Linked DNA regions of Sus scrofa: regions 2 and 3 are each linked to region 1. The links are chromatin contacts, called in public Hi-C and promoter capture Hi-C maps. All regions are on one chromosome and are shown on one strand. The core of a region is the stretch at or near the end of the contact, and the rest is flanking DNA. Distances in the headings are between cores, read along the strand shown.

The links. Promoter capture Hi-C pulls out the DNA fragments that hold promoters and counts their contacts. Hi-C and Micro-C count contacts between places; a contact is called where the count stands out from the background.
Region 2: a promoter capture Hi-C map of fetal skeletal muscle shows a contact between it and region 1, with 7 times the contacts expected there. The contact joins the promoter of ZNF432 here to the promoter of LOC100624495 in region 1. A contact is called at or near these places in 1 of 5 promoter capture datasets (fetal skeletal muscle), 1 of 47 Hi-C or Micro-C datasets (embryonic fibroblasts) and 1 of 2 datasets of contacts at active chromatin or transcription factors (alveolar macrophages).
Region 3: a Hi-C map of liver shows a contact between it and region 1, with 5 times the contacts expected there. The contact joins the promoter of ZNF614 here to the promoter of LOC100624495 in region 1. A contact is called at or near these places in 1 of 5 promoter capture datasets (liver) and 2 of 47 Hi-C or Micro-C datasets (embryonic fibroblasts and liver).

Annotation. Positions count from the first base shown.
Region 1 is chr6:56,871,084-56,874,812 of Sscrofa11.1, forward strand. LOC100624495 (zinc finger protein 677) reads right to left here and starts at 1,787. Exons shown (of 5, transcript XM_013991866.2): 1 at 1,592-1,787.
Region 2 is chr6:58,151,033-58,154,761 of Sscrofa11.1, forward strand. ZNF432 (zinc finger protein 432) reads right to left here and starts at 1,659. Exons shown (of 5, transcript XM_021094922.1): 1 at 1,532-1,659; 2 at 1-28.
Region 3 is chr6:58,133,066-58,136,794 of Sscrofa11.1, forward strand. It overlaps ZNF614 (zinc finger protein 614), which reads right to left and starts at 1,878. Exons shown (of 3, transcript XM_021097260.1): 1 at 1,492-1,878.

The DNA of each region.
Region 1 (3,729 bases), core at 537-3,036:
TATCACAACCTAATCAGCCATTTCCCATCAACTCACCACTCATCCAGAATCAGGTTCTCCTTCTTTCACTCTAGTACATATTTCAATGTCTCCCTTTCCTTGCTTCTCTCCAGTGTTTTTCCTTTTCTGTTTCCTCTCTCACCCCGCCTACTCCTTCTCCCTTTTTCCTGTTCCTTTCCTTACACCTGTTTTGCACAAGTCCTGAAACCTATTTCAATTTCTGCCTCTCCTTCTCCCCACTCTGGTCCCAATCTCCATACATATTTGCCTTTTCCTGCCCCCATTTCTGTGTTCCCTCTGCTCTTCACTACACCGTCTTTCCTCTTACATCCCCTCTGCCCAGACTCACTGGCCCCCCCAACTGGCTTGGCGCTCTCACTCTGCCATCGTTCAGTCCCTGCACTCAGCTCCCCTAGCCTTTTTATCCTAACCATTTTGTCTGAGGTGCCTTGACCCGTGTGGTCCCCACTTCTGCTCACCAAGGGCCCCTTTCCCTAATTTGCTCCCCTTCGTCTTTGTGGAGCTCCTCCTCCTCCTCCTCTACGCATCTCTGTTTTCTTACCTCATTACTACTCTCGCTTTGTCTCCTTGCAAGTCTTTCAGGCATCTTCTATTTTGCCTTCTCTTTGGGGGCCACCTCAATGATTTTTTTCTCCTTTTCACTTGTCTATTTGTCCTCATTCATCCTCTGTCTCTTTCTCCTGATCCTCCTCACCCCCGCCTCCTACCGCATTCCCGGCTTCCACCTTTGCAATCATCATCACACAAAGCCCCTGATCCCAAGAGGAGGTGACGACGTGGTCTTGGGACCCCTCGAGTTCTGCAATCCTAAATCCTACCGTACTGAAAAGTGTGCTCTTCCAGGACACTGGATCTCTTGGGGGGGGGGGGCGGGGGGCGGGGGGCGGGGGGGGGGGTCCTGCAGAATACGAGGGCCAGGGAGAGAATGCGGGCCTCTATAGGGGCCAAGAGGCGAGCATTGGGGCAGAAGCGTAAAGCTTTAGAAACTCTCTCAAAAGTCCAGGGAGGAGTTCCCGTCCTGGCGCAGTGGTTAACGAATCCGACTAGGAACCATGAGGTTGCGGGTTCGGTCCCTGGCCTTGCTCAGTGGGTTAACGATCCGGCGTTGCCGTGAGCTGTGGCGTAGGTTGCAGACGCGGCTCGGATCCCGAGTTGCTGTGGCTCTGGTGTAGGCCGGTGGCTACAGCTCCGATTGGACCCCTAGCCTGGGAACCTCCATATGCCGCAGGAGCGGCCCAAGAAATAGCAAAAAGACAAAAAAAAAAAAAAAAAAAAAAAAAAAGTCCAGGGAGCTCCTTTGTGACGCAGTTTCGATCCCTGGAACTTCCACATGCTTCAGCCACCACCACCGCCCCGCCACCCCCCCCCCAACAGAAAGAAGTCTATCTCCCAGGACTTTAAAAGGCAGCGAGGATTGGGAGAGGTGGTCGGTGAAGGGTTTTACAGGAAAAAGCGGCAAGCGGGTCTAATGGCCCGAAGGCCTTAGATTTTAACCGAAAACGAAGGCCAACCCCCGACCCAAGAGCAAAGCGGTCAGGCTTGGGCATCTCACCGGCACTCCTGAACTTACCGAAGGTAGGAGGCGTGGGTGCCGGAATTTTAACGTCCGTAGCAACCCCAAGACCCCAGGTGTGTAAGACTGTGGACTGTGAAACCCAGGTTTAAACTTAAAAGGCCGAAACCAAAGCCCGCCACACGACCTTACACCCGCAGAAGCCTCTTCCGGTCTGCGAGGCTGCGCGTGCGCACTGCTTCCCGGGAACCCCGGAGGCGGGGCCCAAGCAGAGATCCACCGGAAATGGGCCTGGATAGGGGCCAGGCCTGGGCGCGGGCAGTGGGGGGGGCGGGGCCTGGGCTCCCCTCAGCGCTTCGCGGGGGCGGAGCTTCTTCTGAGTTTGGATCAATTTGAATTTATCTCAGGAGCTCGGCTGATCTTTGCTTTTTTTTTTTTTTTTTAAGGACTGCACTACCAGCATATGCAAATTCCCGGGCTAGGGGTCGAACAGGATCTGCAGCTGCTGGCCTACGCCACAGTCCCAGCAACTCGGGATTGGAGCTGCGACAATGACCTACACCACAGCTCGCTTACACCACAGCTACCACAGCTCACAGCAAGCCGGGATCCCCGGCCCACTGAGCGAGGCCAGGGATCAAACAGCATCCTCATAGATACTAGTGGGATTAGTTTCCGCTGCACCACAGGTAACACCCTCTTTGCCTATTTTAAACTGACCTTGCAATTTAAGGTGTAAACTTAGAGTTGTGTGGGCCACTTGCTGAAAACAGGTGGAAAACGTTTTTGTTTTTGTTTTCAGCTGCAACATGGAATCCAAGCGGCATCTTAGACTTAACACCGCAGCTTGTGGCAACGCAGGATTCTTCACCTACTCTGTGATCCACCTCACACACTTGAGGACACCATATCAGGTTTTTAACCGGCTGAGGCACAACAGGTACTCCTGAGAATAGGTTTCATCAAATCACTTTTGCAAAGGAGAGAAGATGCCTATCCTGCTTGAGTGACAAGGGTAACTCTGAGGTCAGGGAACACTAACCTGCATCTGGAGTCAATGTAGGGCGATGGGTGGATCCAGTGATAGCTCCTCAACTAGAATTTAATTTAAGCAATATAATTAAGGAAGGAGTGCAACTGTCTGTGCCCAAAATGCAAACTGGAATGTTAAATGCAAAACGCTACCGGTGGGAAATGGGCCCACCGCATGGGCATCTATCAAAACATCATATCCACTTCCATTTCCCACTCATCCTGTGCTCAATCCGTGGTCAGTTCCAGAAACTTTTATAGGGACAAGCCTGGATAGTGGGAGGTAAAGGAATGAGGCATGTAATGATTTAGGTCACCAGCCACTATTTTAAAAAAATTAAAAAGCAAAAATCGATATAAACTGTGTTGCTCATTTTAGTACTTGCTGTTCTATTCCACACCTGAGGTGAATAAAATCAGATACCTTTGAGAGAACCTGTTATGTTGTTATAATTTGTCAGTAATTTCTGAATAGCCTTTTTAATTCACTTTACATTTATCCAAAGGTCACTAGGAAGAATATTAATAAAAATACTGTTTTTATATTTTAGCCCTTTTATTTTGTTTCTCAATGTTCAGATATATTTCTCAGGTAAAGATAACAAATCCTGTATGTGCTCTTTAGAAGACTACTGAATTTGTTTTCACCTTAACAAGGGGATGTCGGAGTGCCCCTTTTGGCTCAGCAGGTTAAGGACCCAATGTAGTCTCTGTGAAGATGTGATTCAATCCCTGGCCGCTCAGTGGGTTAGGGATCCAGCATTGCCACAAGCTGTAGCATAGGCTGCAGATGCAGCTCCAATTCGACCCATAGCCTGGGAACTTCCATATGCCACAGGTCCAGCCATAAAAAGAAAAAAAAAAAAAAAAAAGGGTGGGGTGTCTATATTAGTTGACATAAACCCTAAAGGAAACAAAACTAGATTTGTCAAATTTCCAATGGTTTCATTTATACATTCAATAATATTTAAGGCAATATGAATGAGTTAATATTCACCATGAAATGTTTCAAATCCCTACATGTAGAGACTTCTCTCCAGAAGAATTTTTTTAATGCAACAGGAGCATTTTGAATAAAAAGCCTTTTAACATATTAAGTTTGTAAGGTTTCACTACAGTATACATTATATGATGTTTCATAAATTTTAAGCATTGGTTATAAT
Region 2 (3,729 bases), core at 409-2,908, 1.3 Mb after region 1:
TTTCTTGTCTCTTGCTGGGACCTGTGAGCTGAAAAGCAAAATTTCCTTTAGGATTATAGTCCTTCTTGCTGCCCACTTACCTTAACACGTGGTCCCCAGTATTTCCGTCCCTCGTTTGGTTCCCTAGGAGACTTCACAGCTCAGGCCAATAAAACTTAGTCCCTGAATATGTGGAAGTGGCATGAATTCGAAAGGGAAAGTGGCAAAGGAGAATCAACATAGCACCATATTTCAGTGGCAGGTAATTTTCAGAAAAATTATAGAAATGAGGTCATAAGGGCAATGAGGAAGTATAAATTTTTCCTTTAAACTTTGTTGCTCTCATACCTCCTTTAAAAAAATGCTCGTACACCCTGTTTATATGCACACTTCAATATGAGAACCACGATCACTCACACACACACACACACACACACACAAAGAGGAGTTCTCATTGTAGCACAGTGGAAACAAATCTGACTAGGAACCATGAGGTTGCAGGTTTGATCTCTGGCCTTGCTTAGTGGGTTAAGGACCTGGCATTGCTGTGAGCTGTGGTGTAGGTGGGCAGCTACAGCTCCAATTTGACCCCTAGCCTGGGAACCTCCATATGCCAAGGTTGCGGCCCTAAAAAGACAAATATGTGTGTACACACACACACACACCACACACACACACACGCACTGGGAAAACAGCAGCCTTTATATATTCGCATATAGAAGCTGAAATGAAATCAGTCAATTTACAATAGAAATCTAATTTAAAAGCTTACTATATTTAAATATGCAAAATCGTTCATCTTCCCCCAAACTTTCTTCATTTCTTTGGATTCAAAAGAATGGGTGATAGAGGGAGCCAAAAGGGAGGAGAAAAATGGGTGCTGGTGAAGAAAGAGACTTGGACCTGAAGCTTTTAAGAAATGTTAACTAACCTTCAAGTCTGTCCCAGCTGCCAAAGTCTGAGCTCAACGTACGCACCTACCAGGACTCCCCAGCCTCCAGACCTTCTGCTGTCCCACCTCTCGGCACAAAAGACGGTGATAACCGCCCCACCGGATTAAGACCAAACCAGACCTGATACACGCGCACGCGGACCTCCTTAACGGTTCTTCGACCTTCGGGCTCCAAATTCTTCGAGACCCTGAACAAGAAGCCGCAATCATTCGACAAGCGCCCCCCGCCCCTCCAACCAGGTGTCAGTCACCTGCAGGGAGAGTGGCCCGTGAAGACCCTGAACGCTGACCTCAGGACAGCTTCATCTGTTCAGACGTTTAATCGTTAACCACCAGAGTCCCCTTTGATGGACCCCAAAGACGCCCCGATCACAACATCCAGCACAGACTCTTCCCTGTTCCTTTCCAAAAAAACGAAAAACCCCAAAAAACCAAAGCCAAAAAACCACCATCCCCAAGCTACCTTCACGGACTCAGAAGAGCCACAACCCACCGAAAGGCCAACAGACCGTCCCCGTCCCCGCCTATTCTACAGACCGACCCTCACACCGACCTGGTTCTCTCCTGAACCTGCAGCGACCTCTTCCGGGCCTAACTTACTTCGCTAAACTTCTTTCACTTCTGGTCCTCTCGCCCAGCCCCCTCTCCCGAGACCAACGGACACGGGTCAACAGCGTTTCTATCGCGTTTCTATGGTGAACGGATTGGGAGTTTCCGGCTTTTCTTTATGAGGTAATATACGCGCGCCGCCGCCGTTGCTTAGGAGCCCTGAGGGGGCCGCCATCTTTGCACACCTGACGTACAGAAAGCCGAGCCAGACTGTCAGGGGCCGTGGCTGGAACTCTCCAGTTTCCCGGCACTTCAGCCCTTCACGGAAAACGGGGAGATTATCAGAGGCTCGAGTTCACACAATACAAACATGACGTGGGGGTAGAGTCGTTTGAATGGACAGGTGTTGCTAGCTGTAAGGGGACTGTGAAGGGCGCAAATTTTTCTAAGACCGAAGCCCACCACGACCAAAAGGGCGCGGCGTACATCCTCAGACGGCTGGGACGTCTCTGCTCGGTCAAAAATTAAAACTACCTCTGGACATCTCCATCACTGGTTAATTTCGAAAAAGAAGGCTCTATAAAAACTATCGTATACGCGACAAAAAAAAAAAAAAAAAAAAAGACGGTGGCGCAGTGTGTCCTTTACGGTTTGCGCCGTTAAACTGGAGCATCATGGGCGCGGCCATCTTGGAGGAAATTGTCCGTACCGCAGAGCAAATGCTTGCTGCGAACTGGCGGGCGAAAGTGTGAGGGGAAGACCCGAGGTTTGAAAAAGTGATAGTACGGGGGATGCAGCGATCACAAAGTGAGCAGAAACAGTGGACGTTGTGAGCCTTTACTCAACCTTGGTCCTCACCCTGCCCAAATGCAAAACATGCTACCTTCTAGCACTGAACTGCCTTGTGCCATTATAGATCAGTCTGCGTTCTTTCCATAAAATTAGTAGTATGTGCAGCTCCTGCTGTGCCGCATGGGGACTGGCCACCTCTTGGGAGTGCGGGGACACAGGTTTGTCCACAACTGCAGCTTAAGATGCAACAGTGGCTGGGATCTGATCCCTGGCTCTCGGACTCCAAATCCCCGGGGGACAGGGAAATGAAAATAAATAAAAATAAAATGAGCAATATGTGCTGGCTTCTTTCACATAGCAGGAATGTTTTTAAAAAGCATCAGCTTTAAAGCGACAGTGGTTCAGACTTTTTTGTTGCTTAGTATCCCAGTGTTGGATACTCCAAAATGAGATGAATCATTCACCAGCTGGTGGACCTTTGAGTGGTTTCCAGTTTTTTGAATACTGCAGATGGCACTAATACGAACAGTCCTGTGCAAAAAATGACCTCAGAGAGCTAGTTTTCTCACAGTCCCCATGCGTCGTCTTCACATCATCAAGAAGTCTTTGCCAGACATTTACAAGCCTACTAACCATTTCTAGCCCTGCTCCCCCTCATATTCTCTTCCTCTCCTTACCCCAGCCCTGTGTGAGAACACTCACTCACGCAGGGGAAACGGGGATCTTGAGAACATGGGCTCAGGATCAGACGTCAGGTTCTCCTACTTGCTTCAAGTATCTTCAACCCCCATCGGCCATTACAGTTCTCAGAAAGCACCTGATAAAGTCATGTAACCGAAAGGTGAAAGCAGGAAGTCAGTTCCATTTTCTCACTATGATTTCTCATTATTATGCTGACCCAATCTCAAACTTGAGATACGAGAATTGCCTCTGTTTGTATCCTTGACCTGTATGATCTCATCTTAGAACAGGCAAGGTGATCCTTTTTTTTTTCCCCCTTCTGCTTTTTAGGGCCACACCAACAGCATATGGAGGTTCCCAGGCTAGGGGTCAAATCAGAGCTACAGCTGCCGGCCTGCAGCACAGCCACAGCAACATGGGATCCGAGCCACATCTGCGACCCACACCACGGCTCACGGCAACACCAGATCCTTAACCCACTGAATGAGTCCAGGGATCGAACCCGCAACCTCATGGTTCCTAGTCGGATTCACTTCCACTGCGCCAAAACAGGAACACCTATTAATTTTCCCATTAAACAAAACAAACCAAAAAAAGGAGTTCTTGTCGTGGCTCAGTGTTAACGAGTCTGACTAGGAACCATGAGGTTTCGGGTTCAATCCCTGGCCTTGCTCAGTGGGTTAAGGATCCAGCGTTGCTGTGAGCTGCGGTGTAGGTTGCAGACACGGCTCGGATCCTGTGTTGCTGTGGCTCTGGTGTAGGCTGGTGGCTACAGC
Region 3 (3,729 bases), core at 628-3,127, 1.3 Mb after region 1:
GAAAAGACAAAAAAAAAAAAAAAAAAACCCTTAACAATAAGAAAATACCACCTGGAGTTTCCACTGTGGTGCACTGGGTTAAGAATCTGATGGCAACAGCTTGGGTCTCTGCAGAGGCACAGGTTCAATCCCTAGCTCAGGAACTTCCATATGCGGTGGGTGTGGCCATTAAAAAAAATTAAGGAAAAAAAAAAAACACACACAACCCAATTGAAAAATGACCAAAAGACCTGAACTGACACCTTACCAAGGAAGATACATGGAAAGCAAGTAAGCATGTGAAAAGATGTTTCACATCATACGTAATAAGGGAATTACAAATTAGAACAATGAGATACCACTGCCCATCTATTAGAATAGCCAAAACTCAAAAACGGAAACACCGAATGCTGCAGAGGATATGAAGCAATAGGCCCTCTAACATATTGCCGATGGCAAAACGGTACAGCCACTTTGGAAGACAGTTCAGCAGTTTCTTACAGAGCTGTTTGTTGGAGACCACGGAACTGCTGAACTCTGCAGAAGGCAAACTTGGCGCACATGCAAAAGCACAGCAAGCTAAGGACTGCTGACGCAGAGTTCTCAGGTACAGGGTCTCCTTCAAACGCAAGATAAGGGAGTCATACATGAACCAGGAGCAGCTGCACGATGCCCTGGAGGGATGCACCTGTCACTAGCTGCTAGTCGTTTCCTCTGTTATTCACTCAGAGATGGCTTTGTCATTGCCTGCACCTGATTTTGCTCAGGAACCTACGTCACCTTCCCTAATACAAGTCATGAGGACTAAAGCCTAGGCGCCTCTGTTCTGTGGAACGGAGGGCCTCCTGGTCCCCCACTTTCTTTCTGTAAAAGAGTCTCGTGTGTTTTGTTAGACCCCACAGTCCAGGATTTCCCCGTTGCCCTGCAGCGCTGAACGCGGCAGTGTGAGAGAGAAAAAAAATTTTTAGTCAAGTCCTTGAGGGCAGACTTGAAGGAGAGAATTGTATTTGAATGAACTGGAGAAATGCAGCCCTCAAGCCTGTTTCCCCGCATTCAAAGTCTGATCCTAAGCCAGCCTACAGATTCTCCAGGGGGCCCTGAACCTCCCCAAATAGTGAGCGCGCCAGGCACAAGTCTCTTGACTGAGTCCTATATTAAATGCCACATTAAACTCCAGACATGCCCAAGAAACCAACAAGGACATCCCGCTAACCCGGACTTCAACAGAGTCCCACGTTACATCTGGAACCCAGACCAGACACCGCGTTCAAACTTTCCACCGCTTTTTCAACCACTGAGTCTCTTAAGCAGAGTGATCCAAGTAGACCTCAAATAGTGCCAATCGGACTCTCGGCCGACGATTTCTTCAGACTCTTAATCACTGATTACTAAAGGCTCCATCACAAACGCTCAGGGGCTGAATCTAAATAAAATCCAAACTACGGTCTTTTACACACGCTCAGCTTCATAGAACCCCACAGACCACGAATCCAAGCCCAGAATCCAACTCACCTAATCTCAACCTCTTCAGGTACCACTGGGAGCGACGAAAGGCTGAGCCCACGACCAGAAAACCACTTTCTGTCCGGACGCCCTCCTTTGCGGTCCCTAGAGACGCTGACCACCTGGGACCGGGGAATCCCACGAGAACCTTGGCGCGTTGCCGGGGTTTCCGAGTTCCAACTGCGGGCTCCGCTCTGTGACGTAACACGGCCCCGCCCACATTGACGTTTGGATGGGCGGGGCCATCACGGCTGTGGGGAGAAATCGTTCCTGACCGCCTCAAAGCTTTCACCTCCTGGTTGCGAGGGACAGTCAGCAGTGATGTACTAAATGTAAGATTTCGGAGGCAGATGCCTCTCCAAGGCCAACATGGCTCGTTCAGCCTGCTGGGGAACCAAGAAAGATGGCGACGCCCTTTGTGTACTTCAGATCGGAAGCGCTATGGAGTACCATGGGCGCGGCCATCTTGGAACAAGACTCATGTCTGTACGGCAGAAAAGGGCTCAGATCCTAGGAGACCTGGAAAGATTTTAAAAGGTAGAAGCCGAGACATCACTGGAAAGGCAGCGGCCGCAGAGTTGATAAAAGCAGTGGTCACTAAAAATCTTAGGTTTGGGGAGAGAGCAGTTGTGTGTGGAGTGGGTAAGGTCTTTGGGAAGGAAGCAAGACAGCCACTGAAGAGGTGAAGGCTGAGTTCCTGTTGTGGCTCAGCAGGTTAAGGATCTGGTATCACTGCTGTGGCTCAGGTCGCTGCTGTGGCGCAGGTTCGATCCCTGGCCTGGGAACTTCCGCAGGCCACATGGGTGTAGCAAAAAAAAAAAAAAAAAAAAAAAAAAAAGAAGAAGAAGAAAAAAGAAAAGGCGAAGCCCAGGCAGAGTTGGATAAAAATGCTAATACCCACATGGGAGTGGATACAGAGCAACCTCTAGTGGGCAGGGTGATGAAGTGAAGGTGCAAGTGTATGTCTGGGTTTCCTTCCAAAAATAAATGAAGCTCCTCCATTACAGCCCATATACTAGGCTTAAAATTTCTCCATAGCATTTTTCAGAACTGACATTCTCCTGTTTTACTCAGGAGGCTTCACGAGACTTTACGTTCCATGAAGCCCATGACTTTGCTTGTTTGTTCACTGAAGTCTCTCCAGAGACAAAAGCAGAGCCTGGCAAAATAATGCTCAAAAAACATTTTATTTTTTTTTTTTTTAAGAGCTGAACATCGGCATATGGAAGTTCCCAGGCTAGGGGTCGAATCCGAGATGCATATGAGGGCTAACCCACAAACACAGCAACACTGGATCCGAGCTGCATCCAGCTGGATCCAAAACATTTTTAGGAGTTCCCATTGTGGTGCAGCGGAAACAAATCCAACTAGGAACCATGAGGTTTGATCCCTGGCCTTGTTCAATGGGTTAAGGATCTGGCATTGCTGTGGCTGTGGTGTAGGCTGGTGGCTACAACTCTTATTAGACCCCTAGCCTGTGAACCGCCATATGCCGAGGGTGAGACCCTAAAAAGACAAAAGACAAAAATAAAAAATAAAATAAAAACATTTTTTAAAGGAATGAATTACTCAGCACAGAGCTGGGGATTGAATAGTGCCACAACACTATATGGGATTTTTTTTTTTTTTTTTTTTTTTTTTTTTGCTAAAAGCAGAACTCACCACTTTAAACTGGATTAAATATTAAAATATGCTCCCTTTTTTTGGCTGTGCCCCTGGCATGCAGATATGCCTAGGCCAGGGATCAACCCATTCTACAGCAGTGACCCAAGCCACAGCAGTGATGATGCCAGATCCTTACCTATCCGGCCACCAGGGAACTCTTAAATATCTTTATTATGTCAAAGGATGTCAAAGGAAATAATTCTGGATAGAGACGAAAGGAAGAACTCCACTGATAATAAAACCTAGAATTTGTTGCCAGCAGAACTACTCAAAGAGATCTGATAAAAGTTCTAAAAAGGCAAAAACAGAAACATATGTGACATCAGGGATGAAGAAAAAGGCATGGGGAGGGTAAATATATCAAATATAATAGCCTAGTCTCCTTTTGAGTTTTTATAATTATGCCTGATGGCTGGAAGTAACATGATATGCTTCTCAATGTATGTAGAAGTGCTGAGTATCATTTGCTGTTAGGGAAATGTCAGTTAAGGCCATCCTTACATACTACCACACACCTGATAGGATGGCTGGAATCCAATATGACAGTGCCACGGGTTCCTGTTGTGGTTCCTGTTGTGGCTC